Linked DNA regions of Mus musculus: all the other regions are linked to region 1. The links are chromatin contacts, called in public HiCAR-type, HiChIP or PLAC-seq and promoter capture Hi-C maps. All regions are on one chromosome and are shown on one strand. Each heading gives the region's core, a stretch centred on a gene start, on an enhancer-like site or on the middle of the called end of the contact. The rest is flanking DNA. Distances are from core to core; before and after follow the strand shown.

Region 1 (3,767 bases), core at 633-3,132:
TCAAATATTTCTTTATTTCTTGACTATGCACAAAGACTGTACATTCTATCCATAACACCTTCCTTAGAGACTGGAGTTCAATAACTGTGATAAGTTGGTAATTCACTAAGATAGAGGATGGTTCTATTGTATTGAATCAAATTTCCAGGCATGAAATTGTGTCCTTTTCTGGAACAGGGGTTTTATTTATTTACTTCCTACTTATTGAGACAGATTCTCATGCAGCCCAGGCTAGCTGACTTGTTATGACCCGTAGCCAGCCTTGAACTTCTAATCTTCTAGAATTGCAGGCATGCTCCTCCACACCCAGGAGGGATTATGTCCTTTTCATTCCAGTGGACTGTGTAAGTAAATGGAGGGCAAAGGCCCCACAGGAGTCCAAAGGTAAAGGCAGGGGGTAAGGTGTTGAAGTTCTGTGATTCTCTGTGTACTTCCTGTCCTTACCATCAAAAACTGTTCTGTGACCTTTGTCACTTCTTTGTGTCTTGCCCTTCCTTCTTCACAGGATTGTTCTGACACAAAAGAAGATATTCAACGCGGTATGGTGAAGGACTTTTAAAATAGGAAAGTATAAAGTTGGGTGTGTGATGGTTTTTCTTCTTTCAAGACAACGAAGACCACATTCTAGCTATTAAAAAGATTAACTTGGTGAAATGACTCAGGATGTAGAGCCTGTTTGAGGCAATTTTATATACATTTTTCTTTTAAAAATAAAAATATATTTCTTATAATCAACCTTACACATAGCTACAGAATGTGAAATTGTATACATTTTGTATGCACCATCTATACCTAAATGTATGTACACATCACATATGATTTCACATGTACACATAAGGCACTCTGTAAGCAACTGTTGTTTTGCTAAGAAATGTTGACAGAAAGGAAGAGATAAAACACGTACGCAGAGCCTGTTCTCACAGTTTGCCTAATGCCTGGCTCTTTAAAGTCTTATCTACATCTGGTTCTTCACCTCTACGTGACCAAATGTCACGTACTGTTCCTTCCCCTGACTGGCTTGCTTGTTTTACCTATGTGCTTACATAATGATTGATTGACTTTTTAATTTAGAATTGAACTGCATTATTTTTATTGTTTAGCTGTGGTACTCATGTAGCCCAGGTTGGCCTCAAAGTAGCAGCAATGTCACCAAAGTTCAAACACTTGGAACTTCTTGTTCTCTATCTAGCCTCCTCCACCTCTGCAGAGCTTTGCAGACATACATTACCTCTCCCAGTTTATGTGGTTTTATCCTCGTTTACTATACCAACGGGGTTACATCCCTAGCCCAGTCAGCCCATTTATTTCCCACTTTTAGTAAAAGCAAACCTCGCTTATTATTTTAGCTAGGGTCAAAGCTTAAGAAATCAAAATTGCAAATGTTTCAGAACACTCCATTAAGTTGTGCATTTGTTTTACATAGCTTTGTTTATTTAACAATTTTTATTCTGTTAACAATTCGCTTAAAATAAATAAATAAATAAACTCTTCGTTCAAAATTCACACAACTTGGGTTGAGCGAATAGGAGCATGCTGGTGTGGGCCACAGTAAGAGTGTAGACTGTAGTCAGATGGGATAGCCTCCCGGAAGAGCAGGACAGTTATCGAAGAGGACAGTAAGAAGGGTAATAAAAATAATGACGGCCATCATAAAGTGTATACTCTTAACATGAAATTCAGTCCCCAAATAGTGCGAATAGCCTTCTCCATTACACTAAGTAAATCACAGCGGCGGCCGAGGCGACGGCTCTCGCAGTGCCCCTCAGGGCCCCCTTTCGGAGGAAGGAGAGTGGGAGGAACCCAGCACGGCCAGGTGGGCGGGGCCGGGGCCGAGGGGGCGTGTCTGGTGGGCGGGCCTGTGGCGCTAGTGGGCGGGGCTGTGGCGCTGGCGGGCAGCTAAGCTGCTGGGCGGCTGGGCGGGGCGCGCTCAGGCCTCGGCTCCTCACGCGCGGCGTAAGCGGCCCAGACCCCGCGCTGCGGGAAGCCGGGGTGGCGTGTGCGCGTCGCCTGCGAGCCGAGGCAGCCGCGGGAGGAGGAGCAGCGGGCACTGAGGTAGGCGCACAGACGCGGGGCCTTAGGCCGGTTCTCCTTGGGAGCCCCCGGCCCTCCACGGGCTGGCGAGGCCGAGGGGCGGCGCACAGAGACCGGGGCGGGCGGGGCCGGGGGCGGGGTCTGGCCTGGCCGCAGGGGCCGCGCGCGGTGAAGGGACTCCTGGTGGAGCGCAGGCACGCCACGCCAGAGGACTCCCGGGGCTGGCGGCCGTGGAGAACGGTGGCCCGGGAGCTCCGCGGAGGAGGCCAGGGGGCCGGATGGCCGGCGCCTCCCACCTCGCGGGACGCCCGGGCCGGGAACTCGTTAACAGGAAAGCTTGGCAGGGCAGCAAATGCCAAGGTTCTGGAAGAACTGAGAGTCACGTCGTTAGGCGCTGAGGCTTTATTTTCCTTCCCCGCCCCCTGCCCGGCCTCGGCCCGACTTGGCCAAAGAAGGATGTGTCACCAGTTCGGGGCTGCGGGCGGGATCCCAGCCACTCTGGGCACAGGGGCACCTGAAACAAAGGTATCGGGCGACCGAGTGGCTGAGCTGCGAGCACCTCAGCCGGTCCCACGGTCGCGCCGGCCGGGCTGCAGGCTTGAGGGGCGTTCTCCTTGGGGACCGCTCGATGGAAACCAGCTGGCCCGGCTTGGAGTTGATGTTGCATCGGAACTGTGTTGTGCTCACATTATTTCCATTCCTCCCACTCTGATAAAGCCTAGGGAAATTTTATCCCGCTTGATGGTCTGCAGATGCAGAGGGGGGAGGACAAATTGCTGTTTGTAAATTATAAGGTATTTTCTTTGTAGAAAATAGTTTAAGAACATAGAATAAATGCTTGAACACGTAAGCGGAGAGGATGATTTGTAGTGCCTTTCAAAATTGGAAAAGAGTTCCTCCACGGATCTTCAGTTATGTACAAAACGTCCCCCGCCTCTTTGGTGCCAGGCATTTTTCTTTGTTCTTCCTTAGTGTCTGGCCTCAGTTTCTTGTAAACAGAGCATCAAGCACAGGGACCCTAAGAATTGCCATACTAGGTCAGAGCATGGGCGTCCAGCTAAGCAGGCAGCAGGCTCGTGTTGTAGTAAACACAGGGCTTTCCTTGGCATCGTTAAAAATTATCTCAGTTTCTTTCACTGGTCTCCATGACGATTACTGAAAGCGTTCTTAAAAATCTGTAGACGGCTCCTGATTTGCATGCAATTTATTCACGTTTATTGCATTCAAAAGGCTGTCTCACCACTTCTGACAAAACTTATGGCATGAGATACTCGTGAGAGGGGAAAAATGGATCTTTTACACAGCCTGGAAAGCTCAGGTCAGGAATACAAAGTTTTGCGGTTCTTTGGGGGTTTGTTTGTTTGATTTTTGTTTTGTTTATACACACACACACACACACACACACACACACACACACACTGGAAAAGTCTATCCCAAGGCCCATGTGGTTGGATTCAATGATAGCTTTAAACACCAACAACCTGAATAGTAGGCAGCTAATGCTTTAACATTCACACATATGATTTGCATATATTAAAAAGTAGCTTAGCATTTTACACAGTGACTATCTGGCTTTATCTTGGTCTAGGTAATCTGGCCTTAAGGTTCTGCTAAAACCTCGTATCCTCCGAGAGAGGAAATTTTGCTTGAGCAGGAAGGGAATAAGGTTGGGCAGTTCTGCAGTACAGACTATTTGAAGGTAATAACTTAAACTTGTCAGCCACACATTTCAGTTC
Region 2 (3,767 bases), core at 374-2,873, 1.9 Mb before region 1:
GGGAATCAGATCCAGCTGGCTACCTAGCTGAGCTGGGTACGATGTGAAATGTCCCAAACCCAGCTCTCCGGGACAGGCAACCCCGACTTCCACCCGGCTCCCAACCCTCCAGCTCAGGTACTGAGCATCAGCAGACAGGAGGTGGCCATGTGACCTCCACAGCCCACACGCACACGTCATAGCTGCACGGTGCCTGGGCCCACCAGGTCCTCCCACGGCCTTCCTCCTCTTGGCCTCCAAACCAGCTAACAGAACTGGTTTACAGAGCTAGAGCTGGGAATCCCGCCCCCCCCCCCCCCGGGATCCCCCTCTCTTCCAGCAGAAATGCTCAGAAGCCCAGCTTATGTCTGTAACCCCCTGGTTATGTGACTCCTGGACCGAGGCTCTCAAGGAGGTACTCCTTCCCACAGGTATCAGAGGGGTCGCTGCTCTTCTGTCTGAGCTTCCCACCTTGGACCAACCTGGGTGTCAGATACTTGGGAGGGGAGACTCCTGGGCAGCAAAGAAACCCTTACTCTCCCCCTCCTTAGGCTCTGGCTGGCTGCCACGGTGACCTCCCCTCCCCCAAGAAGGGCGGTGAGCTGGGAGATGGGGGGTGGGAGAATCCACCGGCTCCACTGATGCTCTCTAGAGGGGGCAGGGAAGCCAGGCAGGGCGTGTCGCCTAGGCCTTTCTCTGCCCAGTGCCAAGCTCACAGATATGAGACGCCTCTGTACCATCCCCCAAGTCACCTGCTATGGGAAGAATCTTCACTCTCACGATCCACACCCCTAAGCCCCAAAGAGGCTAACACATTAGTGAAGGACAGTGAGTCTAGAACCTTCTGCCCAGTCGGATGTAAGCCAGAGAAGCTAAGTGCCCAGTTACCCTACCACTTGCACCCACTCTTTTCGAAAAGGGACAGGTGTCGTGTTCCCCATTTCCCAGCAGCAATCTGCTCCAGAGCTGGACGCGTCCTTTCCCTAGATTCCAGGCAGGGTCCGCAGGGAGCCCCTCGGGCGCAACCTTGGGGTGGGGGCAACCAGCTCCCAGCCCCACCTCGTTCTCCCAAGAGAGGCTCCTGTCCCTTCGCCCACACCCTCGCCGGCACCCAGACACCTGCACAGTGCTCCGCAGCCTGTGCCGCAGTGCGAGCTAGTCAGCGAGCCCGCGAGCCCGGCGCCTAGAGCGGGTGAGCCAGCCGCCGCCCTCGGTCCTCCCGGACGCACCTGCACCGGGTACCCGTACCCAGATCTCACACTCACCCTCATCCCTTGACCCCCAGAACCACCTTCTTCCTTTCCCCCTTGGTCCTCCCCAGCCCGGCCCCACCCGAGCCAGCCCCATCTCCCCATCTGCATCCCTCTCCTCTACCGGGGCGTGGAAGGGCCTTGGCGAGCCAGGGCTGGGAGGGTCCCTAGTGGGGTGGCTGAATGGGCGGCGTGGGGAAAAGACTCGGCTCCGAGCCGAGAGAATAAGCCGAGTACTCACCGCTCTGCTCCCCTAGGAAAACCAACTTGAATTTTCGCAGCGGGTTCCCAAAATCTCCCCCTGCGGACATGGTGCTGGCAGCTGGGGCCGGGCGAGGAGGAGGAGGAGGAGGAGGAAGCGGTGAAGGAGCAGGGAGGGGAGAGGAGGAGGGCGAGGGGAGGCGGCGAGCGGTGCGGGAGCCGGAGGGGGAAGGGCTGGCTGCGCGCGCCCCTGACTCCCCAGCTGCGGCCGGGCCCCGGCCTGCGGCTGCGTGTCCGACGGCGGCGACGGCGGAAAGGGAGGAGGCGGGGTGCGCGGCGCAGCCCTGGGTGGCGTTGGCTGCACGGGCGACGGGCGCGCTGTGGACGCCCGAAGCTCGGCGCGGGCAGCGAGGCACGGGCGGAGCGGGGCGCAGGGACCGAGCTGGGCGGAGGAGCGCTCTCCGAGCAGCGCCACGCGCCCCCTCCCGCCCGCCTGCTCCGCCCGCGCCTGCGCTCTGCGCGCTCCCAAGCCTCTGATGTCATGCGGAGCCCGTGGGTTTGCGGGGCTTGGGGGGCGTGCGCCATCCAGCCCCCACCCGGGCAGCCGGCTCCGGAGAGCCACCTCCTCTTGAGCCTAAGAGAGGTGCCCTCTTTGGAGCGTCTTGCTCTGCCCTGCTGCTTCTGTCTCACCCACCCACCTAGGGGGAAAAAAAAAAGACAGGACTTGGTCAAGAGGACATTTGTTTCTGGTCTTTGACACCTAAATGCGGTTCCCTTCTTCCGTCTCAGACCCAGATAGATGGTCAGACAGGGCGGGAACATAGGAAAGGGTCAGTGTGTGGTGTGGTGGTGAGTAGGAAGATGTGCGGATACCTGGCTCAGACCTGGGGTATGGCTCCTCGGTGGCCCCTGCTGGCCTCTAGCTTACCTCCTATCTAGCTAGGCTCAGACTCTTCATGCGGAGGGGATCTGTGGTTGTCCCCAGAGGAGCTGGCCAGTGAGAGAGAAGACACCCTTACAGGATATGCCTACTAGGGTTTGAAACCTAACCTGCCTGGTAGAAGACAGCTCCACTAACCCAAAGACAATGCCCTGCCTCTTTTGATCCTGAGACCGTCAGCCCAACCACACTCCTGCGCCCTGCTAGTTAGGTTTATTCGGGTAATGAGCTACAAGAGTATAAGAGAGCGACCTCTAAGTTTGCAGGGCACACACAGTAGCGTGAGAGCAAGGAGTAGACGCCAGACTAAGGTTAAACGCAGTCCCCAAGCAGTACACTCTAAGGCATCGGGTTAATTGAGGCTTTACAAAGCCCCTCCCCTCTTCCTCTCCAGCCACTTGCTGGTCTTGACCTTCTCTGGCCATTCAGGGAATGTTTGTTTGGGACTGTTTGGAATGTGTAGTGTATGTTACACAAAGCAAGCCAGGAGTGAAATGCACACACACACACACACACACACACACACCCGTGCCTACGGATTTCCCAGGGGACACTTATGAATTTACCCCGAATGTACCCACTAGAGTCTCCCACCGCACATTGAGCCCTCACAGGAAACTCCATGGAAGCAGCTGAGGTTCCACTTCACCTAGAGTTTAGGAAACAGTTGCTGAATGCTCGAATTAACCTCTAAAACTACTCTCAAATCAGAGTAACTGTTCTATTCTTGTGGTCTTCTTCGGTTTGAAGTCCCTGGAGTCGGAGGTCATCCCTCTGAGCATATAAGCATGCCAGATTGGGCACCAGACTAAGATAACTCAGACTCCACCCTACTTTTGCCCCGAGTGTGTTGCTGTCTCGGGATCCAGCATGGGCTGAGGAAAGTTTTGGCAGGTGTGTCCGACCCACTGTCCACAGGCCATATGCCTTGCAGGATAGCTTTGAATTCAGCACAACACAATATTGTAATCTTATGTAGAACATTATGAGATACTGGATGGGTTTCTACATTTTTTGGGGCAAGTTTTTGTTTATTGTTGTTGATCCCATTGCCTGGTTTTACATTGTGAAGTTTGTAGATTGCAATGTTGTGTCTCCGTAGCTAGAAGTTGGACACTCCAGCAGTGAAAGAACTACTCCTAAGCCACACCCCTCCCTGCCTGTGGAGGTCAAGGCATTCAGGGGGTTGGGGGGTGTCACACCTTCCACCCAGCATTTCCTCATCTGTACTGGTTCAGTCGGCTGGGTTGGCTCCTGCAGTCTGGGCAGAGCTACACAGCATGGTCTTCATGCTGTATGTGAATCCTAACCTTAGAATGCTTCTGCTCTCTTCCAAGTCTCTCCCTTACCCTTGCCATTCCTTTGTCTCTTAGGGGAAGGGATCATCTTTATTCTGT
Region 3 (3,767 bases), core at 846-3,345, 1.7 Mb after region 1:
GATGTTGAGGACTCTTTCTCTCTTTCTCTCTCTCTCTCTCTCTCTCTCTCTCTCTCTCTCTCTCTCACACACACACACACACAGACCGGGATGGGCACAGAGAGAGGCAGTCAGAAAGACAGAAAGTTAATTGCCAAAGGGAAATCCTCAACTAATAAAATGGTGGACACATGTTCCAGCCTCAAGATGGATAATCCAGCATGATGTTCTATTTATTTCTCAGAGGCCCTTGAAGAATATAGAATGATCTCAATAGCAAACTCTTATATAGATTTTGTTCCACCCCCCTCCTTTTAGATTCACCAATTATGTTCCCTGGAAGTACTTCCCAAATAACCTGCCTATACTTCTATCTTGTCCCAGGCTGAAACAAAGCAAAAAGTGGTTATTCAACAAACATTTAATACATGCCTATGGTAGGCATTAAGATAAAAAAAAAACCAAGATGATAAAATTTTTGTAGTCTCCCTGAAATGACTAGTATAAAGTTACTTTTCCCAAACCTCTATAATCAACACACACACATACACAAACACACATATATAAAGCAATATATTGTTAGAGATATTATGTTACAGGAACATACTGATGCCTGAAATTAAGGAATCATGATGCAGGCTGGGGAGATGTTTCAAAATGTAAAACCTCTTGCCACTAAATCTGATGATTTGACTCTGATCCTTGGACCTCTAAGATGAAACGAGAGAACCTGCTTCCTAAGCTGTCCTCTGGCCAGGACATGTGTGAATCCACATACACACACACACACACACACACACACAATAAATAAATAAATGAAAAATCATTTTAAAGAAAATATATGGAGTTGGGAGAGTCACCTAGTTCTTCCTCGAGGGAGGGGTTTCCTAGAAGATGTATTGCCCGAGTTTCTGGGTGAGGTATAGCTCACACATATAGAGACTATTGTACAATTGTCAATGCTTTTGTGTGCTATATACAATTACAATTTGCCTGGTTGTAGCAGGCATACTAGGACGTGATTTTAGGTGTTACATGGGTGGACAGATGAACATTTAAATGTATTTATGAATGGTAATATGTACTAGAATAAAAAAGAATACAACACATTTGATTTCACAGACTTGATTTAGGACAAGGCTAACAATCTTAAATGGGCTCAATCTGGCTTTAAATAAAATTACTGAATGAGTAATAATTCCTGTGTAAAGAGTGGGAAAGACTGTAGTTACAGAGCTTAGGATATACCGCTACAGCACCAGGGTTCTCTTAAACTTCCAGGCTTTCAGAAGTGCAACACTTTGTAAGAGACTTATAAGCAAGGGTGATAAGTGATACAATAAATGTAGACATTAAAGTACAGGAGGAAATGAGAAACAATGGGAGAGATATGCTTTTACTTAAAGAGCACTGGGAGGTGAGTGGAGTTGAGGTAACAACCTGAATTAGGGATGGCTTTACTTTCAGAATATTTTAGTAGGAAACATTCACATAGTTTAATTCTCCATCCCCCATTTGACCTAAAGGCTGGAAATAATTCTAACACACAGACAACGTAAGGCTTTCCACATTCCAGGCATTTTTGTTGTTGTTGTTGTTGTTTATTGGGCCATTTATTCTCATTAGTCCTTATTTTACAGTCGGGAGAAGTGAAATAAATATAAAGAGGCTAAGAACCTTTCCAAAATATTGGCACTAACGAAAAGCAGCTAGGATTAAATCCAGGCGTCCTGGCTGTGGAGAACCCGTTCTTACCAATATACCAGAGTAAGTGGGTCGGGCACGCAACGCTAAATAAAGCAGGTCATAGTTAACTGTTGAAGCGTGAGGCGATTTTCATTGCAGGCAGAAGACCTAGTTTTGAGACCAGTTTCTCCAGCTTTAAGAGGGAGAGAATACTGAAACTAGGGAATGGTGTAGAGTGAGATAATGAATGTGAAAGTGAACTTCAGACTCCGTAGATAGTAACTCCACCTACTAGCGGTTAGGAAAGAAAACCTGTAAACTGAAATTTAAGAGTGCGGACAGCTCGTCGAGCCAGGGTGAGGCTCCGCCCCCCACCCGCGGAAGGTGGGGCAGGCAGGCTTCTGCGCATGCGGAGGCCGCTGCCCGCGCCCACCTCTGACCCCAGCCGAGAGTAGCTGCTGTTTCTGAGAGGACGATTCGTAAGCCGGGGTCCGGCGCGGTTTCCCAATCCCTCGCCCTTCTGCCCAGCCCCTTCGGTGCTCGAGCGACGCCTGGGGCGCGGTCTGTTCTGGGCAGCTTGCCTGGGCTTTCTACAGAGGCTCCGGCTGCAGGTCACATAGGTGGCTGTCGAAAGTGCCGGCCGCGCGCCGGCGCCGGCAGCAGCCGGGTGGGAAGGCTCAAGATGGCGTGCCTGTTGGAGACCCCAATCCGCATGAGCGTCCTCTCGGTGAGTGACCCGCCCGGCGCGGGGCAACCCCGGTCCTGCCCACAGCATTACCCCGGCGCCCTGAGCCTCCCGAGCACCACCCACTGCGGTGGCCTCAGCTGGGATGCACGCGACCCGGGCCGAGTCGGAGGCGTCTCCTACTCGAGAGCTCCCACCGGTGCGGGTTCCCAGGACGGCGGCCGTTCGGCCGGCGGGGAGGTCGGGCTCCAGGCAGCCGGCCCATGGGCGCGGCTTGGGTTTGGCCGAGCCTTCTCCCGTCTTCCTCCCTGCGCTGTTGCTTCTCGGGACGGAGCTCGCTGCCTGCGAGGGTTCAGGACAGGCCTGGAACCTAGAGTCCACTTCGCTCTCCAGGGCTGTGGCTAGAAGAGGTGCGAACTCTTAAGCTGCCACAGCACAGAGCTGCCAGACCAGGGCTGTGCGTCTTCTGTCAAGTCCCTACCACCAGGGCACCTGCCAACACCGCTTGCTTCTTGGCAATGGAGGTTTTCACATCAGCTGCAACTCGCGCTATTGTGTATGGTTATTTAAACCGCTTTGCTGTGCTCTGCTGTTGAGGTCCGGGCTCCGAGACTAGAGAAACTATGTTTCTAATGTCCGGTGTTTGATTTTTCTTTAGGGAGAGCAAAACATTTTAGGAGGGACCAAAAAGTCGGAATGAAAAAGAATAGGTTCCCCCAGTATTTGAAAGAAGGGAACGTATTGATATACCTAGAAGAAATATCAGGGTTTTTTTTTTCTTAAATTAAAAAGAAACAACAAAAAGCAAAGAAGGCGACTTTCGCCTTCCGCTATAATGTCCTTTAAACAAACAAACAAAAACAAAAAACAGGACCAGGAATGAAATGAACAAGAATGAGTGTTGTTGGGAGATAACTCTGGGAGGTTTGACCACAGATTTTAGCAGTTGGACTCCAAATAGAGCCTACCAATGATTCAGTTGTTGTTGGAAGTAAAGAAATAGGCGGGCAAAGAATCATCTTTTAGACCTGTGGAGACTTACCGAGATGGCAGTTGGATTATAGATGGCTTGTCAGATTCCCTATAGTCTTGCAACTCCAACCGGTTTCTTTCCTCTTCCCTGACTCTCACACAAACACACTTTTGTGTTCAAAGGCACTAGGTACATCACTCCAGTCAGGGCTGGTTAGAGCCATGCTGGCTACCCAAAAAGACAGAAGTCACTCTACAGTGCAAAATGCAATTTTGGAAGACGGTCAACAAATCTAGCCCCAGATCCGTCTTACTAAACTGTTTACTTAAACTGCAACTGGAGAAGTACTTTCTGTCCAATTACTGATCACATTAGCTCATTATTTCACTTTATATTGTCCATGAATGTTTAGTGGGAGAATAAACCGATGACTTCTCTCTTTGC
Region 4 (3,767 bases), core at 669-3,168, 1.3 Mb before region 1:
GCGATAAGCTCAGATTTGGGAACACAAATCTTTTTGCCCTTCACACTACAGCTATGAGAATGGTCTCCATGGTTACAGCAGCTTCTCAGAGGTGTCTAGATTTTCATTTTTTTCTTTTTTCCTCCAGTCCTCTAAATGTCTAATTTACGAGTAATCAGTTTAGGCAACCTGGAAAGTTTCGAGTGTGTGCGTGAATATCAAGAAACGTATAGCATATATTCAGCACCCCAAAAGTAGGTTGACAGGAAAAATTTTGGCACGTTTTTCTTCTCCCACTCTAAAAAGAAATTTGGGCTGACTTTAAAATGTTCAAGTTAAACAAGATTCAATGAAGGAAGCGTGGTCTTCGGATTCTTCAAAGGCACGTGAGCCTCGGAGGGCCGGGGCTGACCTAATTATGTTTTCTTTAATGTGGAATCGCTATTTGCCCAACACCCCATTTGCATCTCCCCATCACGTTCAAATGGCGGGGACATTGATCTTTTCTTTTTTTTAAAAGCATCCTTTGAACATGAAAGTGTTGCCCTCCCCCCTTGGTTGTTTTTTTTTTTTTTTCTCCTTGTAAGAGCAGCGATAAGGATGGATCGATAATTACATTGTTGGATAAAAATGAATATAAATTTTATTGAAAAAGAACCCCAGCAACAATGTGAGGACAGCATCTTTAACAGCCAGTGGCCCACACTACTCAGCACACACGGGGAGAAATAGTCACCTCTGCGGCTTTACTTACTCCAGATGAAAGGAAATGGCAGACCTCAGATAAACGGCCTTTGAAATCCCACAACAGTGAGCTATATGGTCACACCATTAACCTGGTGTTTACTGCCGGCCAACCAGTACTGTTTAAGAGTTACGAGTTAGCGGAGGGAGAACCCAACCGCTTCAGTAAGCACGGCAAAGAAAATGCCGGACCACTGCGGGAACTTTTCTCCTTTTCAAGTCCTTTGAGAATTTCGCCGAGAGTTTATTGGCAACGTGTCCCTCCTGCTTCACAACAGGAAATGGTTCTTTATATCTAGCTCAAATCCTTCATGCTTCAGTTAATCTATTTACGTCTCTTTAATCTCTGTGGGCCGGGAGGAGTCCGTCCTCGTGGGACAATGTAACATATGGAGAACTCAAAATATTCACAATCAGACAGAGAACAGTCCAGCTGAGCTGGTGGCACTTTTGAAGCAAGCTGAAAGAGCTTAATTGCACCCTTTTGCCTCACCACGCCCCATCCTTCTGCACCCTGGCGCCCATCCTGGGGCCTGCCTGGCAAAACGCTGAGTTTGATCAGTTTCAGCCTGTCATTGCCATAGTAATGAGTGTGATCACAGCGACCCCAGACAGGCATTCCTGTGCCCAGGGTTTCTGTCTCAGGAAAAGCTTTCTGGGCAAGATGCTCAATTCTTAATCCCATCCTATCTTCTCACCACGCCAGGCCAGGGAAGTCTCCCCAGGCTCTTCTGACAGTCTGCAAGACAACGCTGACATTGGCATATCAACCACGAGGATAACTATCCACGATGTGGATGCCGTAGACAGCATAACTTGTCCGCAAGGGACGAGAAAGCACCTAGTGATTTTTAACAAACATCATAAAAAGAGCCAGCTTGGGGGTTTGCAGCGGTGGCAACTTCGCACGTGATCCACCAGGGGGCGCTCGTGCCATTTGATCGGCCAATGAGACTCGTGGACCAGCAGACAAAGAGGGGGATTTGAATAAAAAGCCTTCAAAACGCAGCCTCCAAATTTTCAGGCTGAGCAGCATGCGTGTAAAAATTCATGAAGATTGGATTCGGTTTCGTGTATCTTTGCTTCAGTAAAAAGAAACGCAGGCGTTTTTCCGAGTGCACCTACAGTTGCCTTGACAAAGGGACTACCTGGTTATATGAGGAGGGCGGAGCGTGTGGTTGACCCGGGCCGCTGGGAGAGGCTCGGTCTGGGTCTCTGGTGCTGAGGACAGCTCCTGTTTTGTGGGGTAGCATCCTCCACAAGCTCCAGAATAGATTAATTATGCTGTTTTGAAAAAAACATGGGGATCATTTTCTGCAGGGCTAGCAGTGGCTGTCGCGGCTGTGTCTAGCGAGTGGCAGGGACCGCCGAAGCACTTACTATTTCGTTAAAACATAGCACAGTTCTTACTGCTCATAAAATAAAAGGGGTGAGGAAAGGCTGTTTCCAGGCAGTGCAAACTCCACCGTCTTCTTGTAGTGGAGACAACGCCACCTCCCACCCCACCCCACCCCACTTTGGTGCGTTTTCCAGGCGTGAGTGACAAGATGCTGATGGGCTGAGACTGCCAGAGGACCCTGGACATGAGCCAAGGCAGCTCAGCCCCTAGCAGCCATGCTAATCACAAGTGAGGCTACCCAGTCTGGTGGAGGGGGGCTATGTGGTATCAGGTGGGTAGCAGTGGGGACCTGTGGGAAAGGGGCAGAAGGGAATGAAGAGCTGAAGTTCTGGGCTCCTAGGTCTTCAGATAGGTTCCACTTGGCAGACTGCCCACCCAGAGATGCGGGTGCCTATGGCTGAGTCCTTTGTGTTCACCTCTATAGTCCCAGGATCTAGCATGAGGGGTCAGCCACTTATCGAAGGAGTCTGATGGGCTCTTACTGAGGAAAGACTTGACTGTAGAGGCTGTGAGTATCCCAGGCTGGCTCTGGCGGCAGCTGAGCCTGAGGACATTCCTTAGAGAGCAGTGAGGGATTGGGGGGGGGGGTGGTCCTGAGACAGGCACAGTGAGCAGAGTCCTAGAACCCTGAAATTTGGTAGGGACCCTCCTGGAGCACATCTGTGCACTGGGATGCTACTGCAGGAACCTCTTGTCGGGGGGCTCTCCTCAGGCCTTCCCTGTTTGCAGCAGCCTGCTTTTCCCCCCTCAGCTGTTGCCATGGAAACACCAGCCTCAGGTGCTGCTGAGGGCCAGCTAGGCAGCTCAGGCTTTTTAGGACAGGCCGGAGCAAGTAAGAGGCCCTCAACTGTTCCCAATGGAAGGAAGGTTGAACTCAGGGCAGGGGTTGTCATCTCAGAGAAAGACAGGAGGGAAAATGGCTATGATAGGGCTTTCCTCAGAGACAGAGACCAACACTTTCTCTAGGGGGCAGGTGGTGGTCCCCTCAGCTTGGTTTGGCTTGTAAGGAAGGAGCAACATCTTGTTATCAGACACTATCCCTGGTATCTGATAACTGCTGGGGCTAATCTGCTTGCCCAGGGCCCAGGTCATCAGCCAGGCTACCAGTGGGCTATGTAGGCATTTGAGGCTCCTGAGGATGGCTGGTGGGGGGTGGGGTGGGGCAATCTCCAGGCCCTCAGCTAAACTCTGGTAGGCACATAGAATCGGGGTCTTCACCCTTCCATGTGGGTTGCTGGACCTGCAAACCCACTCCATCCCTGGTCCCCAGCCAGGACATCCGAATGTGCACACGGCTGCTTTCCTGCCCTTAGCACATCTCAGAGATGCTAGGCATCAGGAGACAGCAGCCTCCAGTTGGCTGAGGGTCAGCTGGTTTGCTTTCTACACCCACCCCCTTTGCAAGCTCTTGAAGAGCATGAAGTAGCTAATAGGAGCACTAGGAATGTGGAAGATGGGCAGGCCCGACATTCCCTGGGGTCCAGAAGTAGTGGGGAGAAACACCATGTTACTTGCAGGGGGAGCACACCTTTCTCATAGATTCAGCCTCAAGCACCAGGCAGGCATCGTGGGGAAAGCTTTCAGCACCCGCAACACCTCCGCTTTCCCATTCAGCTCTACAGCAACAAAGTCCTAACACAAGAGC
Region 5 (3,767 bases), core at 648-3,147, 1.3 Mb before region 1:
AGTCGGCAGGGCGATTTTGGGCTGTTGTGCATCTGTGTGAGACGTCTGAACAAGTAGTTTGACTTAATGCTTTTCTTCCTCAGGCTATGCCCTAAAGTGTGGCTACACAGGTCGGTACAGCCTGGGGGTTCCATGGATGGCAGACCTTGGAGACCCTACACTGTTCTTTTTCACTTTGGTAAAGAATAGGGGACACGGTTCTCTCTACTGCCCAGCATCTTCAAGAAACCTTCTCTGGGAAAATGTTTCTAGAAAAATACCAGTGCCTTTCAAGTAGGGGTGCTTTACCCCCCAAGTAAAGCAGGGTCAAAGTTTGTATGCTCTTCTGGAGTCATGGACATTTTGGGTAGGCTTTGGGTACCTTGAGGGCAGTTTTGATAGCCAGCACTTTATGGCTTCTCTCTTTATCCTCTCTGGTGTCAGAAGCAAAGGGACTCTGATTGGGCGGTGGGGACTATTGGGCTGACTTGGAACTAGGCCTCACTACACTCGGGGAGCGGTCTTCTGGATTGTGTTACATGCGACGGGCGCCATCTCATTCCCATCAAGACGTGGAGGACATTTTCTTTCTCCTTCAAAGACCCTGAGAGGGTCTAATCCTTTCTCCCAGGAGCAGCATCGGAGAACTACAGGATCTATTAACCTAAACAGCTCCCGTCCTCACACTCCGTCCTAAACTCTAACTGCTGCGAACACTCTCAGTTCTCCAGTCTCTCTTTCCCTTAATGCCTCCCTTCCAGCTCCCCAGGGGCTGCATCATAGCTCCAGCGCATGTGGCTGATGGATCAAGGTTGTCTAGAGAACCGCTGCCCTCGCACAGCAGGTGGACAGGCTGTGGGTGCATCATGCGCACAGAAGCTGGGAGTGGGGGGCAGATAGAGCAGCGGGAGGGGGTCCCAAGAAACGTGGGAGCTGGAGGGAGAGTGGGATGGTAGCAGTCATCTTTCTCTGTGCAGCCGGCAGGCATCTCTGCTAAAGAAGTGGTGCAGAGTTAGACCCTCAAGTCAGCTTCAGAGGCTCCCTCCAAGACCAGCGCCACGAGGCCCCTACATTTTTCGGTGATTTCCTGAGCGTCCGTTCGGCACCCTTTATACGCTATACAAGTTGTGTGTGTGTGTGTGTGTGTGTGTGTGTGTGTAGAATAGAGGCAGATTCTGCCTTCTGCAATCACCCTATAAGCAATCACTTCTCAGTTTTCGTTTTCCCAAAGTCTGCAGAAGAAGTAAAATTGAAGCTAAATTCAAGTACGGTCAGGAGACTTCAAACACTACTCCACCCCAGCCCAGGTTCCCTTCACCCATTCAGTCCTTATATCTGTTGGAGGCGAAAAGAGAGGCTTACGAAAGGGGAAACTGAGACTCTAAGTTATCTTAAAGTCTGACTCAGTACAGGGACCCTTTGGGGTCCCTGGTAACTTATGGTGAGTTGCATGCTGACTGGGGACTAGGCCTCTGCTACACGTGATCAGCCTAAGGCCCTGGTTTCTTTCTGAAGAGCATTTTTCTATGTGTTTTGCACCCTTCAGAGAATAGCGGGAGAAAACAGGCCTGGGGCAACCAGTGCGCTGTGCGTTGCCAAGGAACGCAGGTGCCCTGGCGCCAGGGCACAAGCAGCGGTCTGGGAGAGGTTCGGAGAGGTTCGGATTAGCCTCGTTGGGGAGGGGGGTGCTGCTTAGGCGCCCCCCGGCGAGAGGACCCGGGGGCTTAGTGGCCGAGGTGCCCAGGGATTCTGAGGACCCGGGCCAGGCGGGTGTTACCTCCTCGGTTTTGCAGCAGCGCGCCCGGGTTCGCCTGCGGGTCCAAGTGCGTGGCTTGCGCCGCGCGCCGCTTCTCGGAGTGCACGATGAGCAGCATGTCGATGGCCACAGCGTTGCTGTCCTTCTTCAGCTCCATGGTGCCGCCTCCCTCCCGGCCCGCGCGCAGCGGCTGCTCGCGAGGCTGCCTAGGCTGCAAATGGCCCCGTGCGCGCTGCTGCCTGGCGCGGGAGAGGGCGAGGGCGCGGGAGAGGGCGCTGCCCCGCCGCCAGGTCCGCCGGGCGCAGTTTCGCTGACTCTGCCAAATTCACCATTAGAACCCGCCCGGGAGGGCGCTATCCTCCTGAAGTGCCTCTAAGTCACCTTTGAAAGGAAATCCCCGGGCGCGGCCCTGAACTGCACCCAGGATGCACTTTGCAGGGTTTATGACCCTTCCTCCCTGTACAACGGAAGTGCAGGTATTGGGCTCCAGCAAAGTTTTCTCTGTGGCTGGGCTGAGTGCTGCCTCATAGCCACCATCTATCCCCTAAGAGAAGTCACTGGCCAACCCTGAAACCTCAAATCAGAACTGGTATAGTTTTGGAAAAGAAAGGCAAGAAGGTTGAATTGCAGAGTGAGCAGATGTTGGCCACATCTTTAGCCTTGACTTCTTTGTTCCCTTGGGTAGATTGTGAAAGTCGATAGTTTTCGTAGATTGAGGCTTTATGGTGAAGTCCCCAACTGTCATTGATGACTGTGTCAGACCCTGGGTCATATGTACTGGGCATCAAGCTAACAATCTTATTTTTCCTGAGATGGAGGTCTTAAAATTCCCCATTCCTTCGGGAAGACTAGCTCTTGCCTGAGGGGAAGAGAGAGAGAGAGAGAGAGAAAGAGAGAGAGAGAGAGAGAGAGAGAGAGAGAGAGAGAGAGAGAGAGAAAGAAAGGAACTGGGAGCTGCCAGCTGCTGTCAGGGAGCTGGACCTGAGAGCCCCTTCTATTTTTAGCCAGGCCTGCTCTGCCCAGCCAACAGCGACAGGGCATTTGGCTGTAGGTCCAAGGAGTGTTTACATGGCTTTTGCTTGGGAGCCTTTGGCACTGTGGTTCAACCAGGTGGGAGACAATTCCCTAATTTGTGTTGACACAGGTAATAGATGCCACCTCTGCAGGAGGCCTTGCTTGCTCTGTGACTCCACCTTGGTCCATGGCTCCTGAGAGCTCTCCACCTTGTCCTTGAAACAGCCACTCTGATACAAGCTATGTTCCAGCAGCAGTGCCACCACTTGCTGGCCATGTGACCTTGGACCATTTCTCTCCATTGTCTCAGCATTGGGTCGCCACTGTGTCTTCTCTAACTGGATGTCTGTCGGCTTCTAACAATGTTGAACTGGTGTAGCTAGACAGCTGAGTCTCTTGATGGACAGGGGAGACAGATGGTGGACTAGATAGGTTTCATTCTGCTAAAGTGAGCCCTATTCCCTGACTATATGTGTGTCAACACACACACACACACACACACACACACACACACACACACACACACACACACACACACACAGAGGCTGAGAAAGAAAGGACTGGATTATACAAACCTGCTGGGTCCTGGAGGTGGTTTAGGCAACCATGAGGACCTGCACTCACCTCCTTCACCCAGTGTGTTCTAAGTCAGTGGTTCTCAACTTGTAGGTCTAGACCCCTAGGGTTGGGGAGTCAAAGGTCCCTTTCACAGGAACCACACATCAGATCAGATATCCTGCATATCAGATATTTACACTACAGTCCATAACAGTAGCAAAATTACATTTACGAAGTAGCAACAAAAGTAATTTTATGGCTGGGGGGTCACCACAACACAAGAAATTGTACTAAAGGGTCACCGTACTAGGAAGGCTGAGAACCACTGGCCTAAGTCCTTCAAGAGACAGTGGTACGGTTTGCATGTGATATGTCCCCACCTGGCCATTGTTAAGAGACTTGCCCCCCACCCCCACACACACAGTTGATGCTGTTTGAGGAAGCTGTGGAACCTTCAGGA
Region 6 (3,767 bases), core at 488-2,987, 1.2 Mb before region 1:
GCTCATCTAGCTCCTATTGAGAGATAACAAGTGGGTACCAGTCCTGGGTTTTCAGATTATGTGTGTGTGTGTTTGTGTGTGTGTGTGTGTGTGTGTGTGTGTGTGTGTGTGAGAGAGAGAGAGAGAGAGAGAGAGAGAGAGAGAGAGATTGCATGTATGCGCTCGTGTGTACACAGATGCACCTGTGAGTGCAATGAGCATGCATGTAGCATTCCAAGGGTGACCTTGGTGAAACCATGCCACATTGGGTTTTTTGGTTAAAGTCTTATGCAACTAAGAAGGCTGGACGGTGAGCCCCTGAAATCTCCCTGTTTCTGCCTGCTGGGTTCTGGGATTGCTCATAGCATGTGAGCACAACTTTGTTTGCTTGTTTGTTTGTTTGTTTTAAAATGAGAGTTCTAGAGACCCAGCTCAGGTGTTTGCACATCAAGGCGAGCCGCTTTATTCTGGCCCTCAAGCCAGCCTAGTAGCTGGATTTCTAATTAAAGCAACCTGTTGACTTTGACTTTGACTCCTAAGCTTTAAACGTTGGTTCATACGGATCATTTGGACATGTACTTGGATATAACTTTTTCAAAACTCTACTTGTGAAGCAATAAGTAGTCAAGAAGCCCCAGAGATCAGTTCGCTGCCTTGACCCACATGGTGACTCTGGTCAGCTGAGACCTGCAGCAGAAATCCGGATCACAGAAGCTGCTGGGATCTTGGCAGCTCCATGCTCCAGCATCTCCCTCCTGCACGAGTCCCTCTCCCTGGGCATTTGTGCAGATGACCAAAGACTGACCATGCTGTCAGGAGGCTGTCCCAGGCCAAGAGAGTCCTGGGGAGTCACAGGGGAAAGAGCCTCAGAGGGTGTAGCCACCAGTGCCCAGACTCTGTCCTCTGTAGTCCCTAAAGGACAGGAGTCTGAGGAAGGACAAGGGGGATTGCAAGAGTTAATGTGATAATATCTGTTGATTATTTTAAGATGCGCGAGGGAAAAAAATGCATTATAAATAGCAAGGGCCACACCGGAGTCAAAGGGTAAGCTTGCTGGTGGCCTTTTCCTCTTCCTAAGATTTCTGATGTTTCAAAACAAGATTATTTTGGGAGTGCATCTATTTTAATTCGAGAGATTCTTCTGGAAACACGTTTCAGGGCTAGAGAGCCTGTCTCCTTCTTGTTCTCCCCTGACTTTTTCCACGGAAAGGCTGAGCTCCGGTTTCACACACCTCGTGCCGGCCTCGAGCCTTTCAAAACCCTTCCGGGCACCACCTGGCCACGGTGCACATTAGCGAAGGTCTCAGCATTTTAATCCCCCAGAATCCTCTTTGTTTACCACTTGACAGCTGCTTTCATTTTGGAACAAAGCTCTCTATAGCTTGCAGCTTGACATAGATGCACGTGTGTGTGTGTGTGTGTGTGTGTGTGTGTGTGTGTGTGTGTGTGTGTGTATACATGCAGCCAGAATATACCCTGATATTATTGGGTGAAGGCTGCACTACCCCCCCCGACTGCCCACCCCCCAACACACACACACCCGGCCCCGATTCCCCACCCTCTTTCCCTCTCCTATTCTCATAAACCCAGGCCAGGATTTACTGAAGCACTGGCAGAGTTAAAGCTTGACCCGAATGCAAACACTGGTTAATAAAGGACGATGGTATTTCTTCACTCACAGGACAGAGAGCTTGTCCACATCCGCAAACTGGCTACCAAGCCAGATGCTGAAGTCAGGCAGGCGGCTCAGATTCCTGCAGCTCCTATTGCTCGCACTGGGATTAGCACAGAGACCGGCCTGCCGAAGCAGCGGGGCTGGAGTGGCCTTCTCCTCTTCCAGCCTGGCTGCGGTTATGTCTTTGCAAGCACTTGCTTTTTAAAAACTACTCTTGCTGTCTTGCAGACATGCCTTGCTCCCATCTCTCCCTCCCTGCCCCTCTGTTTTTCTGCTCTGCCTGCAGGCAGTTTGCATTTGCGAAACAGCCTTCTACTGAGCTTTGAAAAGAAGAAAAAAGAAAGGCATTGCCACCATCTTGGCAATCCCCGGGAAGCAGTAGGAGGGGTAGAAGGATCTGCAGCCCCAGGACGACAAAGGAATCCCACTGAGTGAGAGAGAGGAAGAGAGAAACCTCCTTTCCACCCTCAACAGGAGCTGCGAGCTACCCTGTAATGAAGACGAATTAAGATTTAACAGTGTTAATGCTGTTGAATTATGGGTTTGATTAAAGTGGCCGATCATTTAGCAAACACGGGCTCATTGTTTATGAGCTCCACAAATGCAAACTGACTGTTCTCTCCCTTGGATCTGGGTGACATTGACAAGGCCTTGGCCATTCAATGTCCCAAGTACATGGCTGCAATATTTTACGACTGAGCCGGGGAGTGCATGCTGGTGGGCCAAAAAAAAGGGCAAAACCACATTTTAGATCGACAAAGATGGAATGAAACTCGAAGGCGTGATGAAGGGGAGGGAGCGCTCGGAGAAGCTATAAAGAAGCCTGCCATTGTGGTGTTAAGGGGAGTTTCTTGCTCAGGAAACAGTCAGTGAGCCTTGACTGTCCCTTAAGTGCTATGGGGGTCTAAGAGTTTTCTAAACTATTTTAGCAACAAAGCAAAACAAAACCCAAACCCAAAGACAAATAGTTATCTGTATGTGTGTGGTAAAGAAGAAACAGGTTAAAAAAAAAAAAAAAAACAAAAAACAAAACAAGATTAGGAGCCAGGCCTGGTGGTGCAGGCCTGTAATCTTAGCTACAAGGGATGCAGAAAGGTAGAGAGGACATCTGACCCGGTTACACAGGGAGTTCCAGGTCAGGCTGGGCAACTTGGCAAGACTCTGTGACATAGTAAAATGTCTACAAAGGGTTGGGATTCTAGCTTAAAAGGAACAGGCTCGCCTCCCATGTGCAGAGCCTCCACTGAATTGCTGCCACCCCCACCATGACGAAGCCACAGTTGGATAGCTAGTGGTTAGAACTGTCAAAGTTGGGCCACAGAGGTTGCTTTCTGTTGTGCATGTTGGAAACAGACAAATGCATAATTACATTTCTAGGGGAGAGAGAGAGAGAGAGAGAGAGAGAGAGAGAGAGAGAGAACCACATTTCGTAAGACTCAAAAACATCTTGAACCCTTTTCAAGTAATTAAGCGAAAACAATTAGATTTTCAGTCCCCCTCCCCTCCTTAAAAAATGAGCCAGCCATCTATACATTATTAGGTAATTATTATTGGGTGTCACATGATATTTAAAATATGTACATGTGGCTGCATGTTTAAATGTGTCTCCTCAAACACCCATCATTTCTTTGTGGTAAAAACAGCAACAAAACATTCAAAATCCTTTTCCCTGGGCTTTTTGAACACACAGTAGGTATTTTCTGTCTAAAGTGACCACAAAACACCAGAACTCTATCTCTCCTATGTTACTACAAGTTGCTGCCTGTTGAGGGGCCTCTCCCCCTATCTCCCCCTCTTCTTCTAGTCTCTGGTGATTACCATTCTCTCTTCAGTTGGAATGAGGTCCACTAGTCTGGGTGGTACTCATGAGCAGGATCACGCCACTCTTGTCTTCCTGGGTCTGGTTTATTGGGTCCTGTTATTTTCTCAGTCAAGGAATGAAGACCAGAAGTTTCTATAAGGAAGTGTTGGTCCCTAGGTCCTCTGGTCAGTTGCTAATAAGAGTGCAGACTGGGACAATGTTTTGGAAGGCAAATTAGCAGTGTGATTTCAACAAGCCAGAGTTTTTTTCCTATCCCAGGAGCCAATGATTCCACATCTAGGAATTTTGCCT
Region 7 (3,767 bases), core at 862-3,361, 1.1 Mb before region 1:
ACGCCTAGCAAAAACTGGGATGAGAATACAGTTCTGGGAATCCTGTCCTGGAATCTGGAGGCCTCGCCAGAGTGGCCTGTCTTTCTTCAGGAGACAGTGAGGAGCCGCTGGGTTGAAACACTATGAAGAGATAAGACCAAGATTAGCTTAGGAAAGATTACGCTGGCGGCAGCACTCAGCGGGGTTACAGAGGACAGAAACCGGGTGGCCAGTTAGATTCTTCAGTTGTCCAGAGGGAGGAGGGGTGACACAGAGCTGAGACAGATGGATAGACCTGAGACAAAGGCATAAAGAAGAGGAAGCAGGAGAGGGGGTTTTGCTGGGTGTGCTTGGTGGGGTGGAGGGAAGGAAAGAGCCCACAAACCACTCATGCATGCACCCAACATCCATCTGAGATCATCTACCCACCCCACCCATCCATTCATCTGCTTGTCATCATTCATCCATCCATCCATCCATCCATCCATCCATCCATCCATCCACCCATTTATCCATCCATTCATCTGTCCATTCACCTATCTGTCTGTCCATCCACCCATCCATTTGTCTGTCCATCCATCCATCCATCCATCCATCCATCCATCAGTCTGTTTTCCATCCATCATCTATCTATAATCCATCCACAGGGATGGATGCAGTTGGTCACCAGTGCAGGGAGGGGGAGGGGTTTCAAGGTAAGAGCTTTGGGGATTCCTCTCTTAGAGGCTGGAGGGATGAAGGAGGAAGGGCAAGAAGTAGTAAGACAGGTAGGCAGTGAAATTGGACTGTGGAGAGTGTTGCCAAAGCTGCAAAAGACCCAGTACTCACCCATGTCAGAGAGGGGCATCCCTCACTTAAGGGACTTCAAGACACAGTGCTGTGGAGGGACAAAGAGCAGCTGAGGTAGTATTAGGGAAGATTAAGCAGCGGTCACTGACGTCATCCTTTCAGGTTCTGAGGCCGGATGGGTGGATGGTAGGGGAAGACACAAACAGCCTGTGTCAAAGTCTGGGAAACAAAGACCTGTCAGAATCAGGGGTCTGAGTGTGGCTGGGGTGGTGAAGAGGGAGGCAGTGTCTGTGAAAGACAGAGTAAGTACCCAGGGTGGGGAATCAATGTAACTAAATTCCCAAAGGAGAGTTGCCAGATGTTAATGTCTTTAAAAGGTTTGGGGAGGGGGCTGAAGCCCCTCCCACATGAGTCTTCCAGGAGCATCCCTAACCTTGCGGGAGGAGGTGAGGACCTTCTGCCACACAGCTTCTGACAAGCATCAAGGCCAGGGCCGGATCTGAAACAGCCTGACCTGATCAACAGACAGCAAAATGGGGCATTATCATCAGAGCTGATGGTGGGAAACCACTTCTATTCTGGAGCCTGGTTTTCCTGTGGTTGCAGAACTCAGTCCTTCCCACCTACCTCCAGGCCTGGTTCAAAGCAATGTCTCCCTTCCCCATACCCCAACAAGTTGTCAGACTTTCGGCTGTTTCTTCATGTCTTCCCATTATGACTGTCTTCTGACAGCAGGCCCTACAGTGGATGCTCAGAGATCCACCTGGGAAGAGACTTTTGGAGATATACAGCTGAGGATATGATAGGAAGCCCACAGGGTGTTCTAACTACCCCCGAGCAGCCGGCCATAAAGTCTTGAAACCATATTCACTCACTCCACAGATGCATGCCAAGAATAAGACACTGTTAAGGTTCCAGGAATTCTGAGTGAACGAGATCAGACAAGACTCAAAAATAAACAAAATTGATTAGTAAAATGATATAGGGTGGCGGCATTCTGCATAGGAATAGTCAGGAGTAGCTGTGGGGTGTCTGTAAGCATAAGGGACCTCAGTTGACTTCTTGGCTGAGCCCCTCCTTTTCAGCTTGGGGAAAGCGAGCGTGCGAGGCTGCAGTTCTCCTAAATCACCACAAGAGGGAGCGCGATCACCTCCTAGCGCCTTCCTAACCCTCCCACACAGCCTTGCAAGCAAAAGTTTTTCTTAAACTAACAATGCCAGTGTAAGGAGGTGCTCGCGCCTGATTGGATGAGGGAATTTTGCAGGTTTGATTCCTTGATTGGACAGGAGGTGTTAGGGGTGGAGAGAGAGCTGATGGTGGGGGATCCCGCTCCCTCCCCCGTCAGTCTGGCCCGCTCTGTCCTCCCGTAGGCTCCGCTGTAGCTCGCAATGTGACACCAGGACGCACACGCTCTCGCGCGCTCTCCCAGGCTCGCTCTCCCTCACCCTCTCTCACACACGCACGCACACACCCACCTCTCCCATAAACACACACACACACATGCACACCCACATCCACGCGCGCCCGCACCGCCCCACGCGCGCACACTCCCGCCCACGCCCACGCCGCGCTCCGGGGAGTCCGGTCCCGGCCAGAGCGCGAAAGGACACGGAGAAGCCACCCGCCGGGAGCGCAGCGGCGCCCTGGGACGCGGCGCGTCTCCGCTGGGGCTCGGCCTGGGGGCCGCTGGCCGGCGATGGCCCTGGATTGCTTGCTGCTCTTCCTCCTGGCATCTGCAGTGGCCGCGATGGAAGGTAACGTACCCTTCGCGGAGCAACTTGGTGGCTGCCGGCTGCCAGTTCATGGGTGCCGCGCGCTTTGCAGGGCTCCTTTGGCTGCTCGGCCGGGCATCCTGGTGCTGGAGAGAGAGAATGTCACCGATCCTGGGTAGAGATGGGGCACCGGGATGGGGCGGTACCCACAGGCATGCCCTGCGCCGACCCTGGGCGCCCACAGCAGGTTCGTTCGCACGCAGAGTCTTTCGGCTCCTGCGCTCTGGTGCTCCCAGACAGCACGATCACCGGACATCTCCGGCTTAGAGAGCCTGGATCCCGCTGCATTGCGGTGCAAGCTCCTTAGCTCTGGGCGAAGCTGGTCTGGGAAGCGATACCTCGGGCCACTGGGCTCCTAGAGTCGGCACCTTCGGCTCTTTCTATCCCGGGCCTGGATGCGCTGGCTGGCGAGCGGTAGCTTGCTGTCTCCCTTTCGCAGTCTGAGGTTTCCGGACTCTGGGCTCCGCAGGCAGGCTGCTTGGGGGATCACAGAAGGTCCTACTAGTACCCCAGCAAGTGACTGCCAAACGAGAGGGGCCAAATCCATTGACCGCACCCTGGGGGGGAAATCAGCCCTAGAAGCTGCCGGGTTGCAATCTTCCAGGGACAGCAAGTGCGAGGCGGACGCCTTTCTCGCCTTCTGAGCTTTGGAGCAGGGGTGGGCTTGGGTGAGTGCTGGCGGTGCTTAAACTCATCCGGCAGTTAGAAGAGACTGCGTGGCTGCGAGCCCACGAGCCAAGACACCATCCCTGCTGGCTCAGCGTGGTTGTGCCTCCCGCTGGTGGCCAGCCAAACCCGCTCAGCGGACCCCTTACCCGGCGCACCCAGGAGCCCCGGCGCTCAGGGCTCCCGCGAATCCCGTGGGAAATCCCTGCTCGCCTCCCCGCCTCCCGCCCCCTTCCCCGCCCCCAACCTTCCCTGCGGAGCCGCGGCGGCCGCCACCTCCAGGGACGCATCTCAGTAGAGAAGGAGCAGTTAGAGTTATCTCGAACAGAGCAACTCTGGGGTGAGGCGCCGCCGCCACGCCACCCCTGCTGGAAGCCCCACATCCCGATGGATGTCTCTGGCCAGGTGGACTCCACCCGTAGGGACATTCCTCGTGGAAGGTTCGCAGCTCTCTGTTTCCCCTGTTGTGTTCCCATTTGAGAGCTGGCTCCACTGGATTGCAGGTTCCAGGTGAAACGGACTCGTTCAGTGGAAACTCCAGACCAACATTGGTCCAGCGTC

Evidence for each region. Promoter capture Hi-C pulls out the DNA fragments that hold promoters and counts their contacts. HiCAR-type assays count read pairs that join an accessible place to other places. HiChIP or PLAC-seq counts read pairs in DNA pulled down with a chosen protein or histone mark.
Region 2: a contact with region 1 is called in a promoter capture Hi-C map of hippocampal neurons, with 2.8 times the contacts expected there. The contact joins the promoter of Rab6b here to the promoter of Ppp2r3a in region 1. A contact is called at or near these places in 2 of 39 promoter capture datasets (hippocampal neurons and pre-B cells).
Region 3: a contact with region 1 is called in a promoter capture Hi-C map of pre-B cells, with 7 times the contacts expected there. The contact joins the promoter of Armc8 here to the promoter of Ppp2r3a in region 1. A contact is called at or near these places in 2 of 39 promoter capture datasets (liver and pre-B cells), 1 of 484 Hi-C or Micro-C datasets (pre-B cells), 1 of 115 datasets of contacts at active chromatin or transcription factors (astrocytes) and 2 of 9 other capture datasets (adipose tissue and liver).
Region 4: an H3K4me3 HiChIP or PLAC-seq map of embryonic forebrain shows a contact between it and region 1, with 11 times the contacts expected there. The contact joins the enhancer-like site here to the promoter of Ppp2r3a in region 1. A contact is called at or near these places in 3 of 39 promoter capture datasets (the 3T3-L1 cell line and pre-B cells) and 5 of 115 datasets of contacts at active chromatin or transcription factors (astrocytes, differentiating embryonic stem cells, embryonic forebrain and 2 more).
Region 5: an H3K4me3 HiChIP or PLAC-seq map of stem cell-derived neural progenitor cells shows a contact between it and region 1, with 8 times the contacts expected there. The contact joins the promoter of Ky here to the promoter of Ppp2r3a in region 1. A contact is called at or near these places in 5 of 39 promoter capture datasets (the C10 cell line, cranial neural crest, frontonasal cranial neural crest and 2 more) and 2 of 115 datasets of contacts at active chromatin or transcription factors (embryonic forebrain and stem cell-derived neural progenitor cells).
Region 6: a contact with region 1 is called in a HiCAR-type map of astrocytes, with 4 times the contacts expected there. The contact joins the enhancer-like site here to the promoter of Ppp2r3a in region 1. A contact is called at or near these places in 2 of 39 promoter capture datasets (cranial neural crest and hippocampal neurons), 3 of 115 datasets of contacts at active chromatin or transcription factors (astrocytes, embryonic forebrain and stem cell-derived neural progenitor cells) and 1 of 9 other capture datasets (embryonic stem cells).
Region 7: a contact with region 1 is called in a HiCAR-type map of astrocytes, with 8 times the contacts expected there. The contact joins the promoter of Ephb1 here to the promoter of Ppp2r3a in region 1. A contact is called at or near these places in 6 of 39 promoter capture datasets (3T3-L1-derived adipocytes, the SN4741 cell line, cranial neural crest and 2 more), 6 of 484 Hi-C or Micro-C datasets (cortical neurons, embryonic stem cells and nephron progenitors) and 7 of 115 datasets of contacts at active chromatin or transcription factors (astrocytes, embryonic hindbrain, embryonic midbrain and 4 more).

What each region holds. Positions count from the first base shown.
Region 1 is chr9:101,249,947-101,253,713 of GRCm38.p6, reverse strand. Ppp2r3a (protein phosphatase 2, regulatory subunit B'', alpha) reads left to right here and starts at 1,882. Exons shown (of 14, transcript NM_001161362.3): 1 at 1,882-2,052.
Region 2 is chr9:103,109,930-103,113,696 of GRCm38.p6, reverse strand. It overlaps Rab6b (RAB6B, member RAS oncogene family), which reads right to left and starts at 1,623. Exons shown (of 8, transcript NM_173781.4): 1 at 1,471-1,623. The coding sequence starts at 1,540. Gm46128 (a long non-coding RNA gene) reads left to right here and starts at 430. Exons shown (of 2, transcript XR_001779270.2): 1 at 430-1,171.
Region 3 is chr9:99,567,227-99,570,993 of GRCm38.p6, reverse strand. Armc8 (armadillo repeat containing 8) reads left to right here and starts at 2,095. Exons shown (of 22, transcript NM_028768.3): 1 at 2,095-2,392. The coding sequence starts at 2,348.
Region 4 is chr9:102,543,077-102,546,843 of GRCm38.p6, reverse strand. Ky (kyphoscoliosis peptidase) reads right to left here. Exons shown (of 11, transcript NM_024291.3): 11 at 605-3,767. Among named protein-coding and RNA genes, the nearest start is that of Gm29387, 14 kb to the left of the region's middle. Within about 2 kb of position 1,918, at least 90 of the 459 cell types and tissues checked have an H3K27ac peak or open chromatin away from gene starts, as enhancers often do. A contact at or near this core is called in embryonic forebrain, forebrain and neural tube, where this site is marked.
Region 5 is chr9:102,504,268-102,508,034 of GRCm38.p6, reverse strand. It overlaps Ky (kyphoscoliosis peptidase), which reads right to left and starts at 1,897. Exons shown (of 11, transcript NM_024291.3): 1 at 1,757-1,897. The coding sequence starts at 1,892.
Region 6 is chr9:102,422,116-102,425,882 of GRCm38.p6, reverse strand. No RefSeq gene overlaps it. Among named protein-coding and RNA genes, the nearest start is that of Ephb1, 69 kb to the right of the region's middle. Within about 2 kb of position 1,737, at least 85 of the 459 cell types and tissues checked have an H3K27ac peak or open chromatin away from gene starts, as enhancers often do. A contact at or near this core is called in astrocytes and embryonic forebrain, where this site is marked.
Region 7 is chr9:102,353,037-102,356,803 of GRCm38.p6, reverse strand. Ephb1 (Eph receptor B1) reads left to right here and starts at 2,111. Exons shown (of 16, transcript NM_173447.3): 1 at 2,111-2,522. The coding sequence starts at 2,465.